Regions from separate parts of the Mus musculus genome. Here regions 1 and 3 are each linked to region 2. The links are chromatin contacts, called in public HiChIP or PLAC-seq maps. All regions are on one chromosome and are shown on one strand. Each heading gives the region's core, a stretch centred on a gene start, on an enhancer-like site or on the middle of the called end of the contact. The rest is flanking DNA. Distances are from core to core; before and after follow the strand shown.

The links. HiChIP or PLAC-seq counts read pairs in DNA pulled down with a chosen protein or histone mark.
Region 1: a contact with region 2 is called in an H3K4me3 HiChIP or PLAC-seq map of bone marrow-derived macrophages, with 3 times the contacts expected there. The contact joins two enhancer-like sites. A contact is called at or near these places in 4 of 39 promoter capture datasets (the 3T3-L1 cell line, embryonic stem cells, hippocampal neurons and 1 more), 2 of 115 datasets of contacts at active chromatin or transcription factors (bone marrow-derived macrophages and effector CD8 T cells) and 2 of 9 other capture datasets (liver and macrophages).
Region 3: a contact with region 2 is called in an H3K4me3 HiChIP or PLAC-seq map of craniofacial prominence, with 3 times the contacts expected there. The contact joins two enhancer-like sites. A contact is called at or near these places in 6 of 39 promoter capture datasets (the 3T3-L1 cell line, embryonic stem cells, hippocampal neurons and 2 more), 1 of 484 Hi-C or Micro-C datasets (cerebral cortex), 7 of 115 datasets of contacts at active chromatin or transcription factors (bone marrow-derived macrophages, craniofacial prominence, embryonic basal ganglia and 4 more) and 3 of 9 other capture datasets (embryonic stem cells, liver and macrophages).

What each region holds. Positions count from the first base shown.
Region 1 is chr2:166,227,158-166,231,242 of GRCm38.p6, reverse strand. No RefSeq gene overlaps it. Among named protein-coding and RNA genes, the nearest start is that of Gm30536, 35 kb to the right of the region's middle. Within about 2 kb of position 2,607, at least 35 of the 459 cell types and tissues checked have an H3K27ac peak or open chromatin away from gene starts, as enhancers often do. A contact at or near this core is called in bone marrow-derived macrophages and effector CD8 T cells, where this site is marked.
Region 2 is chr2:166,784,969-166,788,696 of GRCm38.p6, reverse strand. No RefSeq gene overlaps it. Among named protein-coding and RNA genes, the nearest start is that of Trp53rkb, 6.9 kb to the left of the region's middle. Within about 2 kb of position 1,871, at least 336 of the 459 cell types and tissues checked have an H3K27ac peak or open chromatin away from gene starts, as enhancers often do. A contact at or near this core is called in bone marrow-derived macrophages, cerebral cortex, craniofacial prominence and 3 more, where this site is marked.
Region 3 is chr2:166,178,845-166,182,882 of GRCm38.p6, reverse strand. Gm30320 (a long non-coding RNA gene) reads right to left here. Exons shown (of 4, transcript XR_866951.1): 3 at 3,735-4,038; 4 at 146-505. Among named protein-coding and RNA genes, the nearest start is that of Gm30536, 14 kb to the left of the region's middle. Within about 2 kb of position 1,957, at least 165 of the 459 cell types and tissues checked have an H3K27ac peak or open chromatin away from gene starts, as enhancers often do. A contact at or near this core is called in bone marrow-derived macrophages, cerebral cortex, craniofacial prominence and 2 more, where this site is marked.

The DNA of each region.
Region 1 (4,085 bases), core at 1,358-3,857, 560 kb after region 2:
CCAGTCAGTCCTGTGGATCAGGGGATGATTGCTACCGTGAGACACAGGAGGATACAGAAGCATCCAGAAATCGTACCATTGGCTAGAAGTTGTGGGTTAGCCAGGACTGACCTGGGATACAAATCCAAGTCATGAGGCCCCAGGAGCTCTCTGCGAACATTTATGCACACATACAAACATGCATGCCCACATGGGCGAACACACCTTTGCTCTGTGCATCTCTCCCCTGGGCCTTTCACCTTGGCACCCAAACATATTTTCACACACATGCATGCAGACACACATGCAGACACGCCTATGGAGGAGCGGTGGCTTTAGCAGGTGTTACAGAGGACAGCATAAGCCACACCTGCAAGGCTGTGGCTGCAAGCCACAGGTCTATGAGCTGACTCAAGAAGAGGGGGAGCCCGAGAGTTGTAAAGGTAGCGCAAGGCCATCTGCCCTGTTCTGCCAACACTGGAGTCCTCGGATGCAGAATGTGCCAACACCCACCGGCTGTGATTGACAGCCTGCCTGCTGTTGCCTCTCTTAGAAAACTGTGAGGACCAGCAGAGCATCCCCAACAACCTGGCCTTCCATTTCTTACCTATGGACAGTGTGAACCCCCTTCAGAGCTGCTGAGGACAGAGTGAGGTCATGCCAGTAAAGTGTCAGGAGCCATGACCTCACCCAGTAAGTACTCAATAAATGCAGATGTAACAAATGCCCTGTGCGCACACGGTTCCCCGACTCCCAGCACCAGGACGACCCCCGCGTCTCCGTAAGCATCACTTGGCTGTCCGTTGTTGCAAAGTCTCATTGATCCAGGCACACAGCAAACGAAATGTCACAGGAGAAAGACGCACCCGGAGTGGGATGGGATCATTTAAAAAAAAAAAAAAAAGTTTCCACACTCAAGAAAAGCTAAACTTTCTTCCAGTTTTGTTCCTGTGGGATGTTTCCAGAGAGTAAAAGGGTGGCCCCGCCCAGAGTCCGAGTTCCCAGGTGTAATAAGCCTGTTCCCAAGGCCTTCCTCTGAGCCACTGGCCTGGCCCTCCTCTCCTACCTGACTCCCTGCTCCCCACTGTGGAACAGCTGTCCCGGCCTTGCTCTTCCTGAAGCACAAGAAGGACTGTCCCCTTAAAGCTGGGCACTTACTGTCCCTGCCCCAACCTCAAGCCTTCCCATGCAGGTCTCAGTCCTAACTGGGGACAGAGAGCTCTCTCCCAAGACACTGAGTCCCAGGCCACATGCTGCTGTGCCCTCTCTCTCCCACCGCCTCCCTCCCACCCTCTCTCTGCTCTCTACCCTTCATCACACTGTTGTGTTTTCTTCTCTGTCTCTATCTGGAAAGTCCTAGGTAGCTGTCGGCTCCCTGCATTGCGCTGTGGGTGAATTTTCAAGGAAGCCTTACAGGAGAGAGCGCCATCTCCCCACACCCCTGCATCCTCCAGCCCCAGGCACCTAGGACGAGTACATTCTCATCAATGCACACATACCTTGTGCCTTGTTAGGTGAATGGATGAGTGAGTTAGTCAGTGGATGGATAGGTGGATGAATGGATGGATGGTCCCTATAGAAAGAGGTTTCTTGAGCAGGGCGTGGTGGCACACGCCTTTAATCCCAGCACTTGGGAGGCAGAGGCAGGCGAATTTCTGAGTTCAAGGCCAACCTGGTCTACAGAGTGAGTTCCAGGACAGCTAGGGCTACACAGAAACCCTGTCTCAAAAAAGAGAAAGAAAGAGAGAGAGAGAGAGAGAGAGAGAGAGAGAGAGAAAGAAAGAAAGAAAGAGTAAAGAAAGAAAGAGGTTTCTTCTTTCTCCTTACAGCTCGAACTCTGCACACATTCCCTGGCGTTGTGTTAAGCGGCCATCTTGTGCTGCCGTGCCCTTGCATCATGTCCCTTGCTCTTGTCCACCCCTTTCCCCTCCAATACCAGCTTTCCCTGGAAGGCCGAGAGCTCTTGGAGGTCATAGGCTGGCTTCTGGAGACTGCTTCAGTAAAAGGTTTTGTGCTTGACTCCAGGGCTGGGCTGCTACAGTTGGACTAGGTTGGAATTACACTAGTGAGGAGGGGTGAGTGGCTGGAGTGGAGCAGAATGGGCTGGAGTCAGGTGGGGAGGGTAGAAGGATCTGATCGGTTGTAACCAGTTGGGCTGGACTGTGCTGAGTTGGGTTTGTTGAGTTCCACTGAGCTGGCGTGGAAAACTGAGTCACTGCAAATTTCATTCACTCTCCAGCTTTCCCATCAGCAGAAGCTGGTCCCTCTGTCAAGGTGATTTTCCCTCTCTGTTGCTTCCACTAGACTCTCATATGTCCCCTATCCAGACTCTGTGACTCACCCCCTCCCTACCGGGCCCCCAGTCTCTGTCCATCATATCCCCACATGCCTGGTGCCTGGCTCTGGCTTTCAAACCCTAAGCCCCACACACATTCAGAAATTGTTTGATCAAAGGATCAAAGTAATGACAAAGCCAGGTAGGAGGGCACCGAGGAGCCCAGGAGACACAAGCCAGGTATTTGATGTCCACTTCCCCCTTGGAGAAGATCAGCTCTAGGAGGATTGTGTGCCCTGACTTTGCCCTTGACCAACCCAACCCAACCCAACCTAATCCATCCCTCTGGAGAGGAGGGTTCAGAAAGCCTGTGGACACGGCCTTGAGGCCAAAATGGGAAGGGGAAATGACTCAGCTGAGCCCAGGAGGAAGGTCTCAGCTGGCAGATCCACATCCATCCAATGAGCGTGACAGAGTGTCTCTACGCACCTCCGTCTCTGCCCAAAAGCACAGGCCACAGCATCCATTGCAGACTTGAGCTCACGGGGGGGGGGGGGGGGCGATGCAGAGGGAGCCTGGGTGGATGGCAAATAGGGAGAACACAGTTCTTGGCTTCCAGAGATGACATACAGAAGCCACAGCCTAAGATGGCCATGAGCTTAGCCTATGAGAGGGAGGAAAGGGGTGATCTATAGTGGAGATCTACAGGGGTGATCTATAGTGGTGATCTACTGGGATGACCAGCCTGGAGGAGCAGACAAGAGAAGGAGGTGTAGCCAGAGGGGTTTTCTAGGATCCACAAAGCCCAGGGCACAACTCCTCCGCTCATGAATACAAACATTGCATCCTTCTGCATCCACACTGAACTTCGGGGTAGTTTTTGTTTGTTTAATGTTTCTGAATATTTGATGAGAATAATTTTTTTAAAAAAATATATAGTAAAGGGAAGAACTTTTAAAAAGTTGGAGATTCATCTCTGCCGTGTTTGAACCAGTTTCTCAAAGATAAAGTCATAACTATTTCACAAACATCAAATAACCATGTGTCAAAATTTTATTTAACTCAGTAGCTAGTGAAAGATCTGGGAAGATTTTAGAGACAATTCAAGTAGACTAAGCTGTCTGGCTGTTGAGCCCCCAGGGATCCTCCTGTCCCCACCTTGCCAGTACTGAGATTCCAGGCTCACCCCACTGCACCAGCTTCTCTCTATGTTCTCATGCTTACACCGACTGGGCAGGGACTTTCCCAGCCAGCCATCCCTCGGCGCTTGGTGTTTCTTTGATGTCTGTGGAGTGTGTCACGCCCTGTGGCCACCCCACGCCTGTCCTGAGTCTCCTGAGGTCTCAAGCAGGTAGTGTCTGAGGTTGACATCTTGCTGCTTTTAAAGCCACAGGTTCACACATCTCTTAGGAGCCTCACATCACAGAAGTGTTTAGATACTTTTTTTTTTGCATACTAATATTGTCCTTTTTCTACTCTAAGCAGTGTCCTGCGAGTCAGTTCCTTTGATCTGTTCTTGAGTATAGCGTTAATGGTGCCTATACTGGTTATTCTGTTTCTATACCTCATTCTGCAGTAAGAGAGCATCCTGAGATAAGATGTAGGAGGAAGGGTGGACGGAGAGCTAATAGTGTGGGAGGGCAGGCAGCCACCTTCCCATGGCCTACAGCTTCTGTGTTTCTCTCCCCGATAACAAGAGCCCAGTTCTTTTCAGGAGAACAAGGCCTTCCCCCACACACTCAGGAAGGCCTGCCAATCAGGGTGACTGGCCCCTCACCCAGGCAATGTGTGCTTTCTTCCTGGAAGCTGCTCATTAAGTGGGGTGACCAAA
Region 2 (3,728 bases), core at 622-3,121:
TGTGTGTGTCTGTCTGTCTGTCTGTCTGTCTTTCTTTCGTTTGAGAATCCAAAGCATTGGGGCCGGTAGCGAGGAATGTGCGCAGCTGCCGCTGCCAGGGAGAGAGCCCATGTTAATCAACTACAGCTACAGTCCCCAGTTCAAGTAAATTGTGTAAATTAAACTCAAAGGTGCCTCCTACTTATAGCTGGTATTCCATGAACAGCACAAAAAAAATGGGGTGAGTGTGAAAATTCGTCCACTCTGATCAGTTTAGCAGAGGCTTGCTCATGCCCCTGGTGGAAGGAGGAGTTTTGAAATACACCTTAATTCTTTTTTTTTTTTTTTTTTTTTTTTTTTTTTGGTTTTTTCGAGACAGGGTTTCTCTGTGTAGCCCTTGCTGTCCTGGAGCTCACTTTGTAGACCAGGCTGGCCTCGAATTCAGAAATCCGCCTGCCTCTGCCTCCCGAGTGCTGGGATTAAAGGCGTGCACCACCACGCCGGGCATACACCTTAATTCTTTAACTTTTGACTCCACCTGTCCTGCTGGAATATTTGTCTGATACTTAGGTCCAAACTGATTGCCAAGAGACTGCTCTTTAGATGATTTGGCTTTTTCACACAAATGTGTTTTGAAATTATATTTTGACCCAGGTGTGGTGATACATGCCTTTATTATCAGCACTTTAATATCAGAGGCAGGTGGATAATCTGTGAGTTTCAAGGCCAGCTTGATCTATAGAGGGAGTTCCAGGATAGCCAGGGCTACACAAAGAGACTCTGTCTCTAAAAACAAACAAACAAAAATTAAGGTATATTTTATTTATATGTGTGTTTGGCAAATGTATAATTGTGTACCTCATGGGTGCCTGGTGCCAGTGAAGGTCAAATAAAGAAACAGTTATGAGTTCCCTGGTAGCAGAACTGGAGCTATGGACCACTGTGAGCCAACATATGGGCACTGGGAATCAAACCCTGGACCTCTGGAAGAATAACAAGTGCTCTTAACCACGGAGCCATCTCTCCATCACCTTCCATCTTGCTTTTTTGAGATAGGCTTTCTCACTGAACTTCAGTGAGCCCCAGGGATCATGTCATCTCTGCTTACTCCTAACCCCAAGGGCGCCTCCGTGACTGTTGGAGATCTGGACTCACTGAACCATGTCCCCAGCCCCCTTGCAGCAGCTTTTGCCTCTCTCTCTCTCTCTCTCTCTCTCTCTCTCTCTCTCTCTCTCTCTCTCTCTCTCTCTTACTCCCTCCCTCCTTCCCTCTCTCTCCCCCACTGGATTTGGCCCTATAAAGTTGTCAGATTCTTCTAGATTTAGGTTCCGATGCTACCATTCAGCTCTTCAGGTTTGACAGTCGGGAAAGGTAGTCACTGAGATTTCCCCAAATTCTCCCTATATCATGTTGCTCCTGTCGGGTTCTCTTCTTTTGTAATAGCTGAGACACTTTTTTGGGGGGGGGGGTGGCGGAGGCAAGAACACTACCTAGTGTTCTTCTGCTTTTCATCATGTCAGGAGACATGGGGTGACAGTTTGTGCCACTTCTGGCGGCACCAGTTTCCCCCACTGTATCGCAAGCTGTTCTCTGATGTAAACCGTGATACTTGGGGTCTGAATGCCTTGTGACCCAATGCCCTTTCAAACCAGTGACTTAGGGCTCCTGACCTCGGGCCTCAGTTTGCTCGTCTAAAAAGTATTGACGCTGCCGCCTCAGCTACTAGTCTTGAGAAACGGTGTTTGGCCCACAATGAACACGCCATAGATGTCAGGACTCCAGGATGGAGACAAGCATGGGGGGAAAACTATGCTCTCTTTAGCTCCGGGGAGGAGAAAGCCTCTTAGGCAGTGTGACCACGCCCCTGTCGCACGCACGGCCTCCTGGGACCCGTAGTGCTGGGCGTGGCCTTGGAACTACAAATCCCAGCGATCCCCCGCGTCGCCACTCAGCTCCTCAGAGCACTGGTGGCCCACCAAGATGCCCGGGCTTAGTCGGTGTCGGTATCCCGGACCGAGTCCGGGTCGATAGCCCGGAGGGAGCAGCTAGTTTCCTCTTGGGAGCCGCGCTGAGGAAGGTTTCGCGACCAGCAGGAACAGGAGGATGCAGGGGTTTGAGATCTGTGTGGGGTGGATGTGGGTTCTCCAGTGTGTACAGGCTTGATGTTGAGAGAGAGGTCTGTCCTCTGCGAGTGGATGCTGTGTCTGTGGTCTGTGCCAAGTGAATATGGAATGTGTGAAGTGGATGCAGGGTCTGTGGCGAGTGTTGGGTGAGTGCGCGGTGGATGCGGCGTATGGGGCGGAGGCGATGTGTGTGGTATGGAGACTTTGCGGAGGAAGAGTTTGAGGCAGGTGCGGGGTGGAAGCGAATCTGCATTTCTGTATGGAATGAGTGCAGGGTAGATTCGGGGTCTGCCCTGCATGCGTGGTGGGTACAGTTTCTGCCGTCAGGTATCACCTCTCACCGTGGTCTCTTTCATTCCCCAATCGTCAGTCTTGCTTCATTCGTTGATTCTATTTACAAGAGTTTTAAATGAATCGAGTCCGCACAGCCTGTGAGAGAAGCACAGGCCAGTGCTACTTCCTAGGCAGCTTGGTGGTAACTTTCTCTTTTGTCCTTTGGGTGAGAAAACTGATCGGAACAGCACCCTAACGACCATACCTGTTCTGTGCCAGGGCATGCTAACCACTCTGATAACTAATCAAGGAGTAAAAGACATCGGTGGTCATGGAAAAGAAGTTATCAGAAATTGGTGAGATGGCTAAGCAGGTAAAGGCGATTGCACCAAGCCTGGTCACCTGAGTTCCATCCCTGAGACTCAGATGGTGGAAGGAGGAGAAATGATAGATGCAAGTTGTCCCTAAGTGTCACCTCCCTGAGTAGATAAGTAAACGTAATTTAAAATATTTTAAAGTGCAAGACAGGGGCTGGAGAGATAGCTCAGTGGTTGAGAGCACATTCTGTTCTTCCAGAGGACCCGAGTTTCTAGCATCCACGTTGTGCCACTCACAATGGCTTGCAAACTCAGGTCCACAGGATTTGCTGCCTCAAATCTCCACAGCGCCTGCACTCATATGCACATACCTACACATAATACATACTTTAAAATAACAAAAATATGTCCTTTTTTTTTTAAATCACAAAGTCTCTGAAATGTTCTTTTTAAAAAAGAGTTCAGGTTTACTACACGGGAAGATTGAAGTCAGCTGGTGCTGGAGACCCTGTCAGCAAGCTGAGGTCCATCAATGGTCTTTGCTTCCTGACTGTGGTACTGTGATCAACCAGCTCAGCGCCCATTCCAGCTCTCATAGGCAGAGCTGATCTTTTTTTTCCCCTCTCCCTCTTGCTCCGGCCCGCCCGCCCGGCTTGCTCTGCACCACCCCACACCACCCCACCCCCGCCCTCATTCTGGCTTGCTCACTGGCAGAGCTGATCTCTCCCCCCCCCGCCCCCCTTTAACCCCCCTCCTCCGGCCAGCTTGCTCTGCACCCCCCCATGTCCCCTCGCTCCAGCCTGCTCTCTGGCAGAGCTGATCTTCCCTTCACCCTTGCTCCAGCCCGACTCGCCCGCCCCCGCCTCCCAGGCCCCCTTGCCCCCGCCTGCTCACTGGCAGGGCTGATCTTGCTGCCATGCTTTGCTCACTGGTGGGGTGCACACTTAAAATAAGCCTCGGGCGGCTTTCACACAGCAATGAAAACTATTGATACAAATTTGTGTTTTTTATTCTCCCCTCCCTTTTTGTTTTATTA
Region 3 (4,038 bases), core at 708-3,207, 610 kb after region 2:
GCCACCATGTGGTTGCTGGGATTTGAACTCAGGACCTTTGGAAGAGCAGTCAGTGCTCTTAACCGCTGAGCCATCTCCATCCCCAGAGCTCTTTGTAAGATGGAGTCTCCTAGGGCAAGCCCCCTCCCCCCCCCCCCCCCCGCAAACCCACTGTGTTATACAATATGCAGTAACTTAGCATAGGGTCTAGCCTCAGTCAGCAGTCGCCCTCCTTGTTCCGGAAGGTGAGCTCTGAGGACCTCCTTTCCCTATGGACCTCGGAAGGACGATGCTGGGCCTCAGGGTAGGTGCATCAGCACTCCCCATTGCTCAACAGCAGCTGTCAGGTCCCCTTCTCTACTGACATTCAGCCAGGTCCCCATATGCTGCTCCTGGCCTCTCCAAGCCTCACTGCTGGGGTAGCAACGCCACCCTGTTTGGCTGCAAACATCGCCTCTCAGGTCATTTAACCGTCTCTTTGCTTCCTGCTTCAATGCATCATGTTAATGAGGCTTTGTCTCCTACCCTGAAGAGAAGAAAATTAAAAACAGCAAACGCATGTCACATGGCACCAACCCAGGCTTGCGGGGACATTCAAGATGGGGACACAATCCTCTCAGATTCATCTCTTCACATTCCCTGTCCTTCCAGGTGTCCGTCACAGAAATGCAGCCCACCTCCTTTGAGACAGGTCTCTCTTCGGCCTGGAGCTCACCAATTAGGCAAGACTGGTTGGCCAGCGAGCCTCCTGTCCACACCTCCCGCACTGGGGCTACCCACGCATGCCACCACACCCAGCTTTCTTATGTGGGCTCTGGAACTCAAGTCCTTAAGCTTAACCGCCTCCTCAGCCCCTCTAAGGACCTTTTAAATAAAATTGATAGCAGCCAGCCTTTCTTGATCCCTGTCCCTTCGACTCCATGTCCCTTCCCACACAACGCAGATTTGATGTACAGGGGTGGGGATGTTTGGTTAGGAAGGGAATGTGGGGCCAGTGGCCACGTGAGCAAGCCCAGAGTCTGTCCTTCCATGGCACTTACAAGAACACCCTCAAGGCCTGCAGCTGCTCCCTGCTGCTAGCCCGCAATGGATCTGGAGCCCCCAAACCATTCAGGAAGTGCCCGAATCCAACCCTTAGAAACTGGAGGCAACAAAGGCTTGTGTGAGCCATGAACATTGGAAGGATGGGGGACTTTGTTACACAGCCAAAGCTGACTGCTACAAAGCCCACACCCGCTTCACACTCCTATGTGTCTAGAAATATTCAGGGCACGATCTACAGCCCAGCTCCCATTACCTTCCTTCGGCATCCCCACCCTGAGGCATGCCCACTCTCTGCCCTCAACAAGCCTTCAGAATGGTCCCATTTTCCAGCCTGAGCACCAGTCCAAGAGAAGGGGGGATCCTAACCAATTAGCCCAAGTTTCCATGAGCTCTGTCTGTCTCAGCCCAGAAGGTCATATGTCCATGAAGCACCCAGCCACAGTCTGAGATGCAATGAGATCCACCCTGCAGAGATTGTTTTATGGAGATTTCTGTTCAATGTCAGACCAGCTTCTGTCTTTTCAATCTTCCAGACTGCTAAAGGATGTGAAATCTTTGCCTCTGACCACTTCCTCATCCAGGCCCATATGGAGAAGTGAAAGGACTTTTTGGGACTCTTTCTTGCTTGTTCCTTTAGAAGGAACAAGTGTTTGTGTGCCCTTTATTCCGACTATGGGCATAAGAATGTCTGCCTTTCCCTGCAACCAACACATCCTATCCCAGCAAACATGAACTGTTGTCAGGGACACGAGGAACCCGACTCCATGTCTTCTGAGAACTCCAAACAGCCTGGCTGTGTACAGTCACACTGTCAGTAGAAACAGAAACCATAGAAATGGGGTAAGCACACCCCACGAGGCATCAGAAAGGGGTGCAGACTATAGTGTGGGTGGGGCCGGTGGGGGAGGAGTTTGGAGCATGGAGCAACAGAATGGAAACTGGAAAGCTGCCAAGGAAACTATGGCAGAGAGAGCCAGAAAGCACCCGGGACGTTTGCTCAGGACTGGAGGGAGCGAGGCGTCATTAAGCTGACTTGCCTGGGCTTCCACGAGACAATGGGATTCATTTAATGAGAGAGGCCCCGGCATGGCAGAAATCTAAATTAATCCTTTGCTCGGCAGTTCACAGGGGAAGATGAGGAAGAAGTTGTCTTTAGAAATCACAACACTTTTTCCACCACCAAGGTAAAAACTCAGAGAGGAAAGAGAATGGGATAGGCACAAACAAACTTTCAAAACTGGCCCTGTCCTGTGCTTCCAGCCTGGCTGCTCCTCCAGGGCCTGCCTCTGGAGTTCTCTGGGGAAAACTGTCTCTGGGCCCCATGAGACTTCTCTCCCTTGCTGCTGCTGGCCTTAGCCCTCAAACTCTCAGTTCAACTGGCTAACTCCCTGGCTGGGTTTTCTTCTGGTGATTAAAAACACAGAAGTCAATCTTTTCCAGATGCCTGTGGTCGCTTTCCTGTGCTTTGGGGCTTCTGTTACCAGGCAGAGTAGACTCGAGATGAAATTGAAACCTGCCAACACAGGCAGGTCCCCCTCTCAAAGACTCATAAAAAAACGGGTGCGAGGAATACTCAAAACAGCTGGGACGGGCAAATGGCTTCTAGAAGCCCTGCTTCTGTGTGTTAGGAAGGAGGATGGGCCCATCCCTTGGAGAGTCTGATGGTCTCTGTTTGCTGTGATGTGATTTCTCCCAGGGCAGGCTGGGGTGTACACACCCATCCTATAAGCTGGGAGCTTTTATTATCTGTCTTATACACAATACTTGCTGCCCACAGTGCTATTTTGACCAAAGACAGGAAAGTAATTTTCCGAAAGTGAGCCACCAGCCCCCCTAAGGGTATCAACTTCAGTCCTGAATGGCTCAGCTCCTGGTTTCTTGCCTTGACCAGGCCTCCAAAGACAGAGTCTAGGCCAATCCCTCCCACTCCCCTCCCCCAGGTTGTTGCTCTGGGCAACATCTTCTCAGGCAGGCCTCTCTTGACCTCTGCACTCTGCATCCCTGACAGCTGGCCTCCAAGGGAACCAAAAGCTCAGATTTCTTCTGTTATAATAGGACTTCAGGCATAAATCCACTCTTCTGAAATTTCATTTCGGCTCTGCATAAACCCAGAGGGAAGCAGCTACACATAGCCATTAGGAAATATGTGTGTAGCTCGGCTGGTAGAGCGCTTGCCTGACTTTTGCAAAACCTCCCTCAGCAAAAGCCCAGCATGGTGGCACACACCTGTCACCCAGCACTAGAGAGGTGCAGACATCAGGACCAAGAGTTCAAGGTCATCCTTAGCCACTTAGCAAGCTTAAGGGCAGCCTTTAGAGGGCTGAGAACCTGTATAGAAAGGAAGGAAGGAAGGAAGGAAGGAAGGAAGGAAGGAAGGAAGGAAGGAAGGAAGGAAGGAAGGAAAGAAGGGAGGGGAGGGGAGGGGAGGGAGGAAAAGGGGAGGGAGGAAAAGGGGAGGGGAGGGGAGGGGAAGGGAGGAAAAAGGGGAGAACCTTACCACTCAGAAGGGCAGATACTAACTCATCTGTAAGTATCCACTGTCTGCTGCCTCCCATCTGCCTCCAGAGCCCCCTCAGCCCTGCCGCAGCTCTTTCTGGCTCCCCTGCTCCTATGCCTTCCAGCTCCAGAAACAGAAACCCTCCCTTCCAGAGAGAGATCGAAATCCCTATCACGCACCCTGGGTGTGGCTCTCAGCTTTCTGGATTCCTCACCTTCCATCCTCACGTCTCCTGTTCATCTCTTCTCTTTGACATTGTTCTCTTCAATCTCTGGGGCCGTTTCAAACCCTAAGTGCACCTCGGAGTTCAATGCAGCTTTGGCGACAACCCCTGGGTTCCCGAGTCAACCGTTCCTCTCCTAGATGTCCCTGTTTTAACTGTGACTTCTAGGAGTGACCTTTGACCCTTGGATCACCTAGCCCTCGGATCAAAACTATTAGTAAGAAAACTGCTTCTGGCCAGGGGTGGAGGCACGTGCCTGAAGTTCCTGAACTTGGCAAAGCCAAGGCGGCCAAGA